2 separate regions of the Mus musculus genome follow, and region 2 is linked to region 1. The links are chromatin contacts, called in public HiCAR-type maps. All regions are on one chromosome and are shown on one strand. The core of a region is the stretch at or near the end of the contact, and the rest is flanking DNA. Distances in the headings are between cores, read along the strand shown. Region 1 has its middle 6.3 kb from the start of Gm38808. Region 2 has its middle 22 kb from the start of C530044C16Rik.

Region 1 (4,493 bases), core at 763-3,262:
GAACAGAGGGGCACGGGCTTCTAAATGACACTATCCCACATGTGTGCTTTCATGTGTATGATAAGTATTCTCCTTGTGACATATTATACACTAGCAGTCATGATTTCCTGGAGATGAATTTAACTTTTAACAGTTCAGAAAAGGTTTGCTGTAAAATATGTTAACTGCCAGAGAAAATGGTTGTATTTCCCATCTTTCAACACTATTACAGCCACAAAATGCCTTTCCCTACCAACTACTATGTGCTATTTTCCATGATGTGATGTTGCTACAGTTCATTTCTTCACTCACCCCTTCATCATTCACAAGCATCTGAGAACTAACTAGGCTCTTTGGAAGTTATCAGGACCTCAGTGTTGAATAAGACTTCAGCCCTCATGAGAGGCTCGGTGAATACATAAGGAATCCATGAACAACGGGACAGATGCATCTGGGACATCCATCGGAGGCTCAGAGGGGACGTTATGCTGTGGGCTAGGAGCCGGCATGGATTCACTGGGAAGAGAGCTCCTGCGCTGACTCTTACAGAGAAGGCAGGAAGTCATCAGATGGGGAGCATATCCCAGGAGGAACATGCTGGACAACAGCATGGAGACGTCTTGGAGGGTTTGCCGAGGGGTAATTCAGTATAGTAGACACAGGCTGAAGGGCAGGAGAGAAGGCGGGGGGGGGTGGTTGGGGGAGAAAGGGGAGGAGAGGGAGAGGGAGAGAGAGGAGAGAAAGGACAGGCAAGGTTGGGGTGGGTAAGTATAGCACAGCATGCAAGTTTTCAAAATCTTGAATTTGCTTGATTCTTGAGTTTACTGTGATTAGATCTGCACGTTAGAAGGCTGTTCTGGTCCTAGTAGAAGAATTACCTGGGAAAGGGTGCTGTCAAGGAGGGAGGAAGGTAGAGCCTAGGCACCACAGTAATCTAGATTTGGGATGGCAAGAGCTTAAGCCAGGGCAATCAAGGGTAGGCTGGGAGAGTAGAGAACAGCTTTAAAATGAACTAAAAGACAAAGATTTAGAATAAATGCCTGCTTTTAGTTTTGGGTGGCTCAATATTTGGGAAATCACTAACCAGGCTGGGGATAGTTTTACAAATACTGTTCTGTATTCCACATTCAGGTTAAGATGTCTATCTGGTATGTGAATACAGAGGGCAAGAGAAGTGTGCAGTTGACCGTAGTTGCTGGGTTGTGCTGGTGACCACAGAGGCAGAGTGTTTCCTAGCACTCCTCCTGGCCCCTGGCTCCTATAATCTCTCTTTTCCTTTTCCACTGTGTCTCCCGGGCCTTGGAGTGGGTGAGATGAATCACAATTTTTAATAATAAGGAGGAACTGGTACTAGGCAGAGAAGTCAAGGGCAGATCCCAAGGGCTTTTCTCTGTTCAGTATATTGTGAAAATCTTCCTATAAAATGATACATTGCACACTTGCAAACAGTAACCTGAAACTACATACCCATGTTTGACAATTAAATTAACCTTGTGAAGTAAGCAGGGGGAATATTATTTTCTCTGTTTTATTCACAAAGAGACAGGGTTGAAAAGAACTTAACTCACTTATTTAAACTCTAAAATGAAAAAAAAAAGTAACAGAAATGAGGCTAATATTTGCATTTTGAGTCACACTTCAGGCTTCCTCTCATTCGTAAGCTAACAATAGGGTGGCAGTTCCATACGGGCTGAGTCATCACGGCAGGAAGTTACAGCAAATCTCAATTAAGGGCACATCTGAGTCAGAGTAAACACAAAACATTGGATTGAGTTATGAACGGCTGCTGAAAGGAATTGCATGGCTTTCTGGATATCATTAACAATTAATTAATCGCTGCCATGTAAATAACTTAATGATACAAACATGAATAAAGGAGAAAGGAATTCACAAAGGCAAGAGTGTGTGATTCTACACATTAGACAACAGGATAAACTCCCCATCAGGTTCTCGAGGTAAGATGACCTCGTGAAGATGACATGTGAGCTAAGGGCAGAGAGGGTCTCTCCTTAGGATGTGCAAGTCTGTGACACATGCACCTGAAATGTTACTAACTCCTCTCTGTGTTAAATAGAGGGACAGTAGCCCATGGATGGGTCCGTGTAGGCGGCCTATCCCAAGAAAGCAGTGGAGGGCTCCTGTCTCGTGTGCACATGTCCTTCACTCCCACAGAAACAGTGATGCTGAACTGTAGCAAATAGCTCAAGAGCAAGTGTGACAGAAGATATGGCACTGTGATGAAGCCAATTTTGTTTAACTAATTAATCTTATTTTTATACATTTTAGTTAAAATATAATTGCATAAAAAGAGGTAAACTCTTCACTTTCTTCCCCCAAGTCCCTCCTAAGTCCCCTCCCTACAGTTTCTTTTCCCTTTGATAGTCTTTTCCTCAATCCTTGTTTTTTATACACACACACACTATATATATATGTATGTGTGTGTGTGTGTATATATATATATATATATATATATATATATATATATATATATATATATATTAGGAGGCTCATATCAGGGACAGGTTAGCTCCCCAACCTCTCCCACCCTACCCCACCCCCAACCCTACCCCACCCCCCACCAGCAGTCACTTGCTTGTAGTAACTCATCCTGGGGTGTGACCTTGTGAGATATCCCCCCTTCTGCATTAGTAAGTCTATTGATATTTCTGTTATTCAGATCTTTCTTATGCATCCATTTATATGATAGACTGTTTCACAGCAGACTCTCTGGTATTTTGACTCTTAAAATCTTTCCATTCCCTCTTTTACAATGTCCCTTGAGCAATAAGTGGTGGTGTGATATATATCTGTTGGAGGCTGGGCTCCCCAATCCATTGATCTCTGTGTTGTATCCACTTGTGGCTTTCTGGGACGGTCTCCATCTGTTGTAAAGGGGCTTCTTGGATGAGGAGTGGTAGCTATACTTACCTGTGGGTGTGAGGATAAGATATAGAATGTAGCTGGGCAAGGAAAGTGGTGGTAGTGGAGTCTCTTCTAAGATCCATGACCTCAGTAGCCTAAGGAAGCTGGCTAGATGTCTAGTACCAGGCATGGTTCCCTCCTGTCAGGTGGACCTTGAGTTTGATGGGAGCGCTGTTGGTTACCCCACACGTGAGTGCCACTTGCTGCATCTTTGTAGATATCCTGCCGTGTCGGTCATTGTTCTGTTTCATGGGTGTTGCTGCTGGGTAGGATTGTTACTTGCTTCCCTCCTTGGTAGCTGGCATAATATCTTCTGGCACCATGGAAGCCAGACCACAGGGAGGAAGGAGGCTTTTAGGTGAGATTCAGTTCAAATGGTATAGGTCCTGTCTTCTAAGTGTGTGGTGTCTTCTGCAATAGGGGCTCACGGTCAACCTCTGAGAGGCTGAGTAGAAAACTTTCATCTGGACCAAAAGGCAGTAAATTGGTTAATGTTACTCACCTTCTGTTTTTGTTTGTTTGTTTGTTTTGTTTTGTTTTAACAATCTCAGACAAAAAAAAAAAAAAAACCAAAAAACAAAGAATCCCAACCACCGTTACTAGAGCACAGCCATGCCCATTTATCAATATATTGTTCACAGCTGTGTTTGGGACTCAAGCTGGGTGATTGTTCAAAGGCTGTTTGGCTAAGGAATACATACTTGTTTATTATCTGGTCCTTTTGCAAACCCAGGATCTATACAGAAAGAATCTGAGCGCGCTAAGCTCCATTCTGAGCTCCAAGCACTGAAATTTATCAAGGAAGAAAGATCAAAAGGGAGAAGTTTGGAGGAAACTGATGGCCATGATGAAAGAAATCAAAATTAAGTATCATTGAAGGTGACAAGGAGACAGAGACATTTTAACCTGGAAAAGAGAAATCCCAGAGGAGCAGGAGGCATAGGGCACGCAAGGTTCTAAACTACATTTGAAGGATTGAAGCTGAGTGGAAAGATTTGTTGACCCAGTGAGGACTATCAGTAACAACTCCAGAAAAGTCATTTGATGTACTGTGTAAGAACAAATTAAAAGAATGTAACAGGTTGGCTTAGGAGAACGAGTTTCCCAGTGAAGGTATTCATGGCAGGGCTGGAAGATTCCTCCCTGGGGAAACTCTCTGAATGAGTCAGGAGCAAGCATGGTCATGACTTGGGGTGCACTTCATGCTTTCCAGCACCTCTTTGTCCACATAACTTATAGTCCTTCTTATATCATTACAAGTCCCAGATTATGACGAAGGAAATAATTCTCTCCTGTGGCTAACGTTCTGGCTAGGTGAGGTTTCCCAAGGGAGCAAGGAAGCAATTCACAGCCCTGAGATCTACACAAGCAGAGGTCCTGGTTTTTACGTTCCAGTCCCCATCTGCACTGACCACACCACTGGGTGGAGACAGATAAGGATGCCAGATTCTCCACTCACAGTTTTCAGACTCCACAGACCTGAATAGCAGCTATGTGGCCCAAGGTTTATCCACCTACCACCTTCAAGCTGGGGGCTGTCACATTCTCAGGTCTCTCTTGTATGTTGAGGTCTACTCATAGCCACTGGAGTG
Region 2 (4,493 bases), core at 671-3,170, 68 kb after region 1:
AGGACTACACACTCAGTGAGAGACCAGCGGAGGTTACCAGTGTTTGTTTCTTTGTTTCCTGTTGCTATGAAAAACATCAAGGCCAAAAACAACTTGGGGAGGGAAAGACTTGTTTCTTCTTTACTTCCACAACCATAGTCCATCTCTGAGAGAAGTCAAGGCAGGAACCTGGAGGCAGGAATGGAAACAGAGGCCAGGGATCAACACTGCTTACAGGAATCCTCAGCTTGCTTTCTTACACAGCCCAGAAACATCTGCCCAGACATGGCACTGCTCACAGTGACCTGGGCCTCCCACATCCATCACCATTCAAGACAATGCCCCACAGACAGCTCACAGGCCAATCTGATGGAGGCGCTTTTTTTAGATGGGTTCATTCTTCCAAGGTGTCTTTAGTTCAAGCCAAGTTGACAAAAACTAACCAGTGCAGTGTCAATTCCTTTCTGTCCTCTCTCCTAGTGCTAGGGATGGGACCCAGAGTCTTGTACGTGCTAGACAGATGCTATACCCATAACCTGTATCTCCAGCCTCTAGATAGTCCTTCGTAAAGGGGAACATCTTGGTACCTGTTACTTTGGCTAGATAAGGATGACAGGGAGTTTTTGTTTGTTTTTGTTTTTGTTTGTTTTGTTTTTGTTGTTGTCGTCGTTTAGCCATTTTAATGTTTAAAGCATTTAAGGAGGATGGGTAGATTGTTGAAGAACCAGGCTGATAATGATCTTGTGAGATCATTTTGTTGACCCTTTCAGTGCCAGGGACTCTGGACCTTAAAGCTTTAAGAGGCTGAGTGGTCACCCAACACAACTTGCCCCAGTGATTCTATAGAATGTACCAGGGTACTGAATTCTCTTCTTAAGTGATGCCTCTTTCTCAAAGATACTTATCCATGCTCTGTGGATATTTGGAAATACATGGAAGTCAAGGACACTGGGATAATCTTTTGAGAACACTTAAGAAGAAAGGGGAGGCAAAAGGAGTGTGTTTGAATGAGAAATGCCCTCCATAGGCTCAGGTATTTGAACATTTGATCCCCAGTTAGCAGTGCTGTTTGGGATGGTTTAGAAGGTATAGCTGTGCTAGAGAAAGTGTGTCTCTAAGGATTGGTTTTGAGCTTTTGTAGTATTTATTGCTCTAATTCCAGTTCCCTTTCTCTCGTTCATGATTCTGTTGATGATGTGAGCTCTCAGTTCCCTGCTCCTGCTGCTGAGGCTGCCACCCTCTGTTGTGCTTGCTTCCAAGGATGGCTACATCCCTTTGAAATGATAAATCAAAATAAACTCTGTCTTCTATATTTTGCATTGGTCCTGTTAGTTTATCACAGCTGCAGACACAAAGTAACTAATACAGTTCTTTATCTGGTGGTAAGGCCACTAGTTTCCATGAAGGGATAGCAGCAAGCTGCAGGCTCACCACTCACTATTTATTACAATGTGGCTTTGGGGAAGTTACTTAAGATGCTCCCGTCTTGTGTAGATTTCAAGGTGAGAGGTTCTCTGGCTGATTTCAAACCTGGGCCCAAGTATTAGATGAGGTCATCCACACCGAAACACTAACACATTGTTCTAACTGAGCAATTTTTTCTCATGTTTCTAATAAACATGGATTAAACTTCACTCTCTAGTGAATTTAAACCTGTCCAAAATGTTGTTCCTGGAAATACGTAAGACTATTAGAGAACTCTGAAGGGTCCCTCTTGGATGTATCCCTTTTGGCCTCTCAACTCTAAGAATTACTATAATCTTGGATTTAATTTCATCTATAGAAATACAGTGTCCGAACTTTTGTACAAATTGCTTTTTTTTTTTTTTTTTTGTATTTTGAGAGTTTTAAGCCGAAACTACTTGGTCTCTCAAGGGAGCTTTGCTGCTTACAATGTTCTTTTGGGAACTTGCTAATGATGTAATGATGGGCTCTGGCTGACGCGCATGAAGAGCTGGTGGTTTAGACAACACGAGAGGAGAAGCTTTCTGAGAAACAAGGGTCACATCAGAGCTTCTGGCTGCCAGAGTCCTCTCATGTGTTTAGTCACAAGTGTGACAATGACATCATCAAACAATCTCTTTCAAATTAGCTGGCTGAAAGCAACCATAATTGAATTCGAGTGTTGCAGACTTTGGAGGGTGTGATGAACTTTTGAGACCGCACAAATGTGTTGGGAAAGCGAGGTCTGAAGGCAGCAGATCATTTCTGTGTCTGGTTCACATCTTTGCTGCAAGTCACCTCGAATGACTTTGGCTATATGTCAGAAGAGGATCAATGCAAGACCGTACCCTCAGGTACACACACGATGCAGACAAATACGTACACAAGTATGTACGCTTAAATGATGCTTCCAGCCATAATAAAACCATGCTTGTGTGTGAGAGACAAATGTACAATTAGAACTAAGCTATCTGCTACGGTTAAGGCCTGCTTTAGTTGTAGGTAAATAATTGGGTCCCAAACTGCTTTTAGGATGAAAACTTTCTCTCTCTCTCTGCGATCAATAATTATTTTAATGGAGGAATAAAAAAATAGACAAAGTAATGAGTTACCAGAGTCAAGTGGGAAATAGAAGTAACATCGAGACTTAGATACCGTTCCACAAGCTTCTGCCGCTTCCTGAGCCCAGAGGGAATACTTAAGTCGTTTTTCCAAATTCCTCATTTAGCATCCGAGAAAAATCATTAATCTGCTGTAAGAAATGATGCCGTAGCAATGTGGCTTTCATCTCTTTTCTTCCTTTTCTTCCTTTTCTTTCTTCCTTCTTCCTCCCTCCCTCCCTTCCTCCCTCCCTCCCTTCCTCCCTCCCTCCCTTCCCCCCTCTCTCTTTCTCTCTCTCTCTCTCTTTCTTTCTTTCTCTCTCTCTCTCTCTCTCTCTCTCTCTCTCTCTCTCTCTAAATATTTCCTCTATCTTTGTAGTCTGACCATTCAATCAAGTAGGTTTATTTAGTGGCAAACTTGCCACTAAAGACAAGGTTTTAAAAATCCCCTTCCTTGTATTAATGATTAGAACTGGTCTAATATTTTTTGTGATACTCTAGAAACATGTTATTTTCAAGAAAACTTTCCATTAACCTACTCAGTCAGCATCCTTGGCCCATAGTTTGAGAACCATGGCCTTAAAAGAAGTAAGAACAAAATCAGTTTGTGGATCAGTTGATGCCTTTCTTGGTTTCTGAAAGTGACACCTGTCTCTTAGGCTTGTCGGCCCCCCTCATCGGCTGTCCCTAGGTGCTCACTATTTGGTGAGGAAATACGTTCCAAAAATCTTGCAGAGGAAAAGGCAGTTCCTTATCTGTCTTTTCACCTCCCTACTGGTGATGGCTGAGTAGGAGGCATTGCCATGAGGAAGAGGAAGTAGAGCCAACACTGCAGGAAGGATGGCAGGAAACGGGCAGACCTCGGGATTAAGTGCTTCTTACCCTCCTCTTCAGGCCCCTTTCTCTACAGATTAAGGAAAAGTCCTTGAAGCTCTTCCAATCCAGTGGCTAAGTCTAGTGAAAGTTCATCGCAAGCGCCTCATAGACGGGATTATGTAGACCAAAGGTCAAATCCTTTCACCTGACCATAGGTACCAATGTCAGCGTCACAAGGCCTAAAAATGAAGCATGCACTCTGCAGTGCTGGCTTTGCGGAGTGGCCGATTCTCTCTATGACGTATACCTTTAAAGTATTGTGCCGCCCATGTATCGTACCGGAAGCATCACACTCAAGGGTTCATTCCCCTGTTTCTCAACATCTCAGTATTTTTTCAGGATATCATTTTTAAATAAAGCAAAGTGCCACTACGAACTTTTATCTCTTTCACTGCTCTGTTTCCTGTGAAACCTAGTGTTGCCATGTGGAAATCATTTCCTGGGACCCTGGTACATTTTCACGAAGGCCCAGATATTTGTTAGAGTACCTAGTATGTGCTGATCACTTTGTCTGGCTCTGAGGTAATGATTCTGAGGAAGATATTATTCTGTTCTCACAGGGTGTGGAAGAAAGCTTATTTACATGTCCCGATGGCTTTTCGAGGTGGCTGTCATGGCCACTTTAGAGGGTAAGAATGAGTTAGCTCGTGGTGCAGCAGCAGCTGTGGTGCATCAAGAAGCACACTAGTTTACCTGACTCAGAGCTCCCAGTTATTTTGTTCACTGTAGCATTTTTATTAATTCCTTGAGAACCTTTTACACACATACAATGCATTTTGATCACATTTACCCTTCAACTGCTTCTAGATCCACTCCCTGCTTTTCCACCCCCGCCCCAACTTTGAATCCTCTTTTTAAAAAGAAACCCAGTGGGTTCAGCTTGTATTCCATATAAACTCATGGATGTGGGCTATCCACTGGAGCATTGTCCACCTACCAGGGGTCACATTCATTAAGCAAATAGACTATCTCAGAAACTTTCCTATAAAATAAAGTCCTTAATTTGCCTTATGGTTTTACAGCTGAGAGCTCATACCTTTATCTATAACCACAAAGCAGAGAGAGAGAGAGAGAGACAGAGAGACAGAGAGAGAG

The links. HiCAR-type assays count read pairs that join an accessible place to other places.
Region 2: a contact with region 1 is called in a HiCAR-type map of fibro-adipogenic progenitors, with 2.1 times the contacts expected there. The contact joins two enhancer-like sites. A contact is called at or near these places in 8 of 484 Hi-C or Micro-C datasets (the AtT-20 cell line, bone marrow-derived macrophages, embryonic stem cells and 3 more) and 5 of 115 datasets of contacts at active chromatin or transcription factors (a beta-TC-6 cell line, embryonic stem cells, fibro-adipogenic progenitors and 2 more).

Annotation. Positions count from the first base shown.
Region 1 is chr6:50,683,564-50,688,056 of GRCm38.p6, forward strand. No RefSeq gene overlaps it. Among named protein-coding and RNA genes, the nearest start is that of Gm38808, 6.3 kb to the left of the region's middle. Within about 2 kb of position 2,013, at least 115 of the 459 cell types and tissues checked have an H3K27ac peak or open chromatin away from gene starts, as enhancers often do. A contact at or near this core is called in fibro-adipogenic progenitors, where this site is marked.
Region 2 is chr6:50,751,406-50,755,898 of GRCm38.p6, forward strand. No RefSeq gene overlaps it. Among named protein-coding and RNA genes, the nearest start is that of C530044C16Rik, 22 kb to the right of the region's middle. Within about 2 kb of position 1,921, at least 6 of the 459 cell types and tissues checked have an H3K27ac peak or open chromatin away from gene starts, as enhancers often do. A contact at or near this core is called in fibro-adipogenic progenitors, where this site is marked.